Linked DNA regions of Danio rerio: region 2 is linked to region 1. Evidence: chromatin contacts called from public Hi-C data. All regions are on one chromosome and are shown on one strand. Each heading gives the region's core, a stretch centred on a gene start, on an enhancer-like site or on the middle of the called end of the contact. The rest is flanking DNA. Distances are from core to core; before and after follow the strand shown. Region 1 holds the start of ezrb (ezrin b). Region 2 holds the start of slc30a1a (solute carrier family 30 member 1a).

Evidence for each region. A called contact is a pair of places that touch in the nucleus more often than the background predicts.
Region 2: a Hi-C map of an unstated tissue shows a contact between it and region 1, with 4 times the contacts expected there. The contact joins the promoter of slc30a1a here to the promoter of ezrb in region 1. A contact is called at or near these places in 3 of 18 Hi-C or Micro-C datasets (caudal fin, hematopoietic stem cells and an unstated tissue).

The regions. Positions count from the first base shown.
Region 1 is chr20:14,861,411-14,864,480 of GRCz12tu, reverse strand. It overlaps ezrb (ezrin b), which reads left to right and starts at 1,675. Exons shown (of 14, transcript NM_001030285.2): 1 at 1,675-1,702.
Region 2 is chr20:15,130,370-15,133,321 of GRCz12tu, reverse strand. slc30a1a (solute carrier family 30 member 1a) reads right to left here and starts at 1,284. Exons shown (of 2, transcript NM_200879.1): 1 at 507-1,284. The coding sequence starts at 1,107. nek2 (NIMA-related kinase 2) reads right to left here. Exons shown (of 10, transcript NM_201050.1): 9 at 2,934-2,952; 10 at 1,513-2,217. The coding sequence ends at 2,015.

The DNA.
Region 1 (3,070 bases), core at 426-2,925:
CCCTAGGGTTAACAAAGAATGGTCCAAAAAAGAGAAAATATTCAGTAAGCGGCAGTTCTGTGGGCGCAAATGCCTTGTTGATGCCAAAGGTCAGACGAGAATGGCCCGACTGGTTCCACCTGATACCTTTAGAAAACACAACAGTAACTCAAAAAACCCCTCGCTACAATCGAGGTATGCAGAAGAGCATTTCTGAACGCACAACTCTTCCAACGTTGAAGCAATGCTATAGCAGCAGAAAACCACTTCTGTCAGCTAAAAAGAGGAAACCGAATCTACAATTCACACAGGCTCACCAAAACTGGACAATAGAAGATTGGAAAAGCATTGCCTGGTCTGATGAGTCTTACTTTGCTGCAACATTCGGATGGTACTGATTTTGAACTTGAATTTGACATCAACAACATGAAAGCATGGATCCTTCCTGCCTTTTATCAACAGTTCAGGCTGCTGGTAGTGTAACGGTGTGGCGATGTTTTCTTGACACATTTTGGGCTTATTAGAACCAACTGAGCACCGTGTCAACTCCACAGCCCACTCGAGTATTGTTGCTGACCATGTCCATCCCTTTATGACCACAGTGTACCCATCCTCCGATGGCTACTTTCAGTAGGATAATGCTCCATGTCATAAAGCGTGAATCGTCTCAGACTGGTTTCTTGAACATGAAAACAAGTTTACTGTATTCAAATGACCTCCACAGTCACCAGATCTCAATCCAATGCTATCATGTTAAAATCTCTGATGATTATTTCCAGCACCTTGTTGAATCTATGATGGATTAAGGCGGTTCTGAAGGCAAAAGGAGACCAACCTGGTACTATGTGTACCTAATAAAGAGGCCAGTGAGTGTATATAAATATTTTGATGTGTATATTTACATTTATGTACATAAAATGCTGTTAATAAATGAGAATTTTAAGAAAACACTTTCATGTAAAGGACCTGTTTTTAAATAAAAAACAAACAAACAAACAAACAAAACATTTTCCCACAGTAAAGAAGTCTTTATTAATGTTCTCAATTACAAACAGGGAAAAGTCTTTCCAAAGCAAATTAGGATAATTGCATAGTCAGAATAAATTAACTAGAGACTCTTGAGTTTCTTACAAAAGAAACCATATGTATCAATATCTTTTTTTGTATTAATACGTATTTACTGTATGTACAATGGTGCATAATTCTAAATGAAACTTATTGTGTCCTAATCGTAATTAAGTACCTATTAGGATTCAGACATATATTTTCAATAAAGAAAACCATATTGACAGAGTAGCCCACTATTATGACGTAAACAGCAGACGCAAACGTAGACTTTTGAACACCTACCACTTGATATATTTCTCAATGCTGCAGCCAGGTACGTTTCAAATGCTCGAGTTGCTCCTAAAGGCTGCAAATTATTGTGTCATTAAAATCATTTTCAAGCAAACTTTAGCCCTTTAGCCTCGGTGAAGTGAAGGCACTTGAGCAGGCGCATTTTGCTGATGGTATCCGGCGTTGTGGGCGTCGCGGCGCAGCAGCGCGTCTCAAACAGGAACTGGAGCCGCTTTTTTTCAGTCGGTCTGTCTGTCATTCGGCAGAGCGCACAAAGGTGAGCGCACCGTCAGCCATATTATCGCCGCCGGACTCCGCGCTCACTTCCTCGGAAGGGAGGGGAATTTTTCGGCCGAAGCTGTGCTGAACTGACTTGCCGGCTCTGGTAAGATACTCCCCGATCGATTATCGCTTGGGTCAAAGACCGCAAAACAGTTTGCGCGTCTACGGTTCAGGCGGTCGTCTTTGTGCTGACGCCGCCCAGTTCACGGAGAAATCTCTACCAACAGGTGCAGCTCTGATTAACGCAGTGGGATAGCATGTACCTTGCCACGAGACAGGCCCTTTTACAAACACAGAGACGCTATCAGACGCGGGATAGAGCTTTGTCTATTTTGAGGATGAACAGCGTGGTCGTGCACGCTACCATGTGGACAGCATTGTCAATGTAAATTTGTGTTTTAGCCTATGATATAGGCTTGTGAATCGAGAAGCTCGTGGGTCGTTATGCTAAATTCGGCTCCGTGACAGTGAAACGAGTGTTTCTCTGTCGGGGCACCGAAAACCGCAGTGTGTTTCCTGCACTTTTCGACAGGGACGTAACGGCGTCATAAGTCAATCGTCAGCAAAACAGTTTAGTATGAATCCCGAACGAATGACTCTTATGAGCCAGTTATTGGATCCAAAACATCAATACAGTTCAGTTCTCAAGTAAACGATTCTTATGAATCGGATCTTTTTTAGTGAATCGAAATAATTTTAACCGGTTCTTTTTATTAAGTCGTTACCACTCATCTGTCTATTATGGCTAATTATTGATCTCTTTTCTCGTAGTAGTATCATTGCTTTTGTTGTATATACCTAATCAAGCATGAGAATCGGAGCCAATCGTTCAAGCTGGTCAGTTTGTGCACCCATTAGATATAATAATAATAATATTTTTTATAATAATCATAATACTATAGTTTTGTTGTTATTGTAATTACAGTATTAGTTAGTAGTTTTGTATTATAGTTATCTTATTGATCATGAATCGTTACGTAAAGCGCGAGTTGTGGAGTGAATCTCGAACAAACGACTCTTACGAACCGGATCTTTCAGTGCATCAAAGCACGCACGAATCAGTAGGAGGTGTTTCAATTTCTGTCATTTCATTTGCTGTAGGACTCGAAATCAAACAAAACTTATAGAACTGTGCTATAATGTTAAATTAACTCAAATGACAACTCAAGTGACTGACAAGTGATGAGGTTAAACTCAAAACGTAAACATCTAATTATAGAAGTATTATGTATTTATTTAGTAAAATATGCTAATGTCGATACTTCAGTTACCTTAAATCATTTTTTTTCTTTCATATTGAGTAATATAGTTGAGCAAACTTTATTTGTTCTCATGACCAAAAACTCGCCTCATGTAACGTTACCATTATTGATTACCTTGTCTATGATCAGCTCCCGCTATGTATATTACTATTAATTATAATAACCGAATATTTGACATTCCCCGTGCAGGCTCGATCTTTGGGGAACAG
Region 2 (2,952 bases), core at 35-2,534, 270 kb before region 1:
TTGTGTTGATATGACAGCAAACGCATGCTGAGAAGTTCGGGGGGCGTAGTTGATTTTACATAAAGCGTTTGATTGGAAGCTCGACTCTGCTCATTTTCGCGGCTCCTCCTCTGGCTCCATCAGACAATCCTTCTGCGCATGTCTGGCTCCAATTTCAGCAGTCTTTTGCGACAGTTTGTGCCCGTCAAGCAGGCGTTTTGCCCTCAAGGCGTTCAATGGGAAAAAGGGCTGTCGCGTCGTCCATATTTTTTACAGTCATTGGTAGGTAACGTTAAGCCTTCTTTCTATCTGGGCCGCTTTGTTGCCAATGGCTGCAGGTTAACAAACATCCCCGGCGAGAAACAAAAGCCCCAACATGAAAGTTTTGCACACGTTTCGCTGAAACCATTGCGCAAATAGGAGACCACATTCTACTGAATTCTGGACGATCTTTCGGTTATTTGTATCAAACAATACTATAAACACAATATTGATAATGAATTTGAAAGAAAACAAACCCCATTTACCGGCAGCCTTCCGCTCCGCATTAACGCCATTCGGGCTGTTGTGATTCGCGACCAGGTTGTTGGTTTCCTCTCCGGCGGATCGACTGTCCTCCAGCGTCTCGCTCCGGCGGACCTTCCCGTTCTTGTGTTTTTTGGCTCCGCCGTGGCTGTGTCCGTGTCCGCCGTGCGAATGCCCGTGTCCCCCGCCGCCGGCGTGCCCGTGAAAGAGGCAGAGCCCGAGCAGGTTGACCAGCAACCCCAGAGCCCCCACCCCGATCACAACCCAGGGCTGCTCGATCTCGTGCGGCTCAGTGAAGCGTTCGATGGCCTCGAGAATGATGGTGAAGCAGAGCGCGGTCAGGAACACGGCGTTGACCAGCGCGCCCATCACCTCGGCCCGGATCCAGCCGAAGGTGTTCTTGTTGGTGGACTGGGTCTGCTCGGCAAAGCGCACCGCGACCAGAGCCACGACCAGCGCGATCACGTCCGACAGCATGTGGAATGAGTCCGAGAGCATCGCCAGAGAGGAGGTGATCCGGCTGACCACTACCTCCACGATGAAGAAGCCGAAGGTGAGCGACAGCATGCAGAGCAGGCGAACCCGGTTCGGCGCGCAGGCCATGATCACACCGCGGGCGGAGCACAGACAGAAACAAAGCTTTAAATCGAAGCGACCCCCTTCGGGTTAATATCCCATCACTGAGCTCGTTCCCCGATGGACAGGCTGTAAGCGCTGCGCTTATCCGCGTGTAATGAGCGCCGAGGAGCGGGTTCGGTCCGGTTATACAGCCCGTATTCTGCCGCTCGTCTGCAGACGGCTGAAACTTTGCACCCGGACCGGCGAACTTTCCACACGGAACACGCTCAGCGGCTAGCCACGCCCACACTCATGTGATTGGTTGAGCGCTCGGGATCGAGGAAAATCAGAGCTTTCTAGAAAAGCGCAAAACTCCGCGTACAAACACAGCATGTCCCTTACAGCTAAAGCTTGCGTCAGTGACCCACAACAGAAGCAAATACATATAAGTGCAACCATTATTCATTTATTTATTCCAAATAAAAACAATGCTTCTAGCAATAAAACATCCATAGTGTAATGCACATTAAAAAGACAGTTCACCCAAAATAAAACATTACTTACCATTTATTCACCCTCAAGATGTTCCCTTTCTCTTCACAAAAGGAGATATTTGGAAGAATGTTTGTAATTGATAGTCAGACATCTATAGTGGGATATAACAAATTTTATTAAAGTTAATGGCTACTGATTCCCAACATTTCTCTAAATATCTTCATTTTTGTGTGATCAGAAAATAAAAAAAGAAACGAAAAGGTTTGGAAAAATTGGAGGGTGAATAAATGATAAGAGAGTTTTGAATTTGGGGTTAGCTGTCCCTTTAAATGAAATGCTCCAGTGTACTGTACAAATGCTGCAGCAAATAAATTAAAGCAGGAATCTATCTCTTAATATACACAACTAGACGAAATCCTCTTGACGTGATTGACCACAGTGGCAGTGTCTTTGAAGGCTAGCGGATTCCCTGCATTTCTCTGTGTTTTGGCGAGTGGATCATCTTCTCCTCCTCTCCGAGTGTCTGTATGCGCTTGTTCATCAGCTGGTGTCTCTTCTCAAGGATGTGCTCCTGAGGTTTCATGATCAGTCTGCCGTTCTCCTTCCCGTCTCCTGCAAAGTGAACCCTCTTTTTCCCTGGAGAGATGTTCTCTTCATTCTCTGTTGAAACGCAAAATGAGAATTTTCATTCGTTTTCGAAAAACCACATATAGTTAATTGTTTCCCTCTCATTATAATATCTGTGGCTCAAACAATGATGACTCAAGGGGCTACTTAAATTTCAGCTGAGTCATGTTTTTAGTGGTTATTGCACACTGCCTTTCCACTGCACACTTCACTCCTTAGCTCCCTTTTAGCATTTGCTTATTTTATTAGGCGCTCATTTATCATACTATATATTATTGCTCCCAAATAGTTGTTCAAATCAATGGAGAATGGTCAGTTTAATGCATCCTTGAACAACTAAAACAGAAATGTCTGATAAGAATTTATTTCTGTTCTTGTTATCTAATCTTTCGAATGAACCTTTAGTGTCCTTAAAAACAACAACAACAACAACAACCATTTCTGAAGGATCATGTGATGATAAAGACAGAAGTAATGATGCTGAAATAAAACGTTCACAAATCACATGAATAAGAAAATGACATTGAATATTTCAAATGGAAAACAGCTACTTTAAACACTTATATTTCATGATGTTTATTGTATTTTTGTAGCCTTGGTCTTTGTAGATCATATACTTCATCTAAAAATCTCTATTACAAACTAACCAGTAGTGTACATAATAAAAATATCAGCCATTTATACATTAACAGAAAGCTGTGCAGTGAAGGAAACCAGTGAGATGCATAAACAACACAAAAGATTAATACCTGTGTCGCTGGCGCTGAG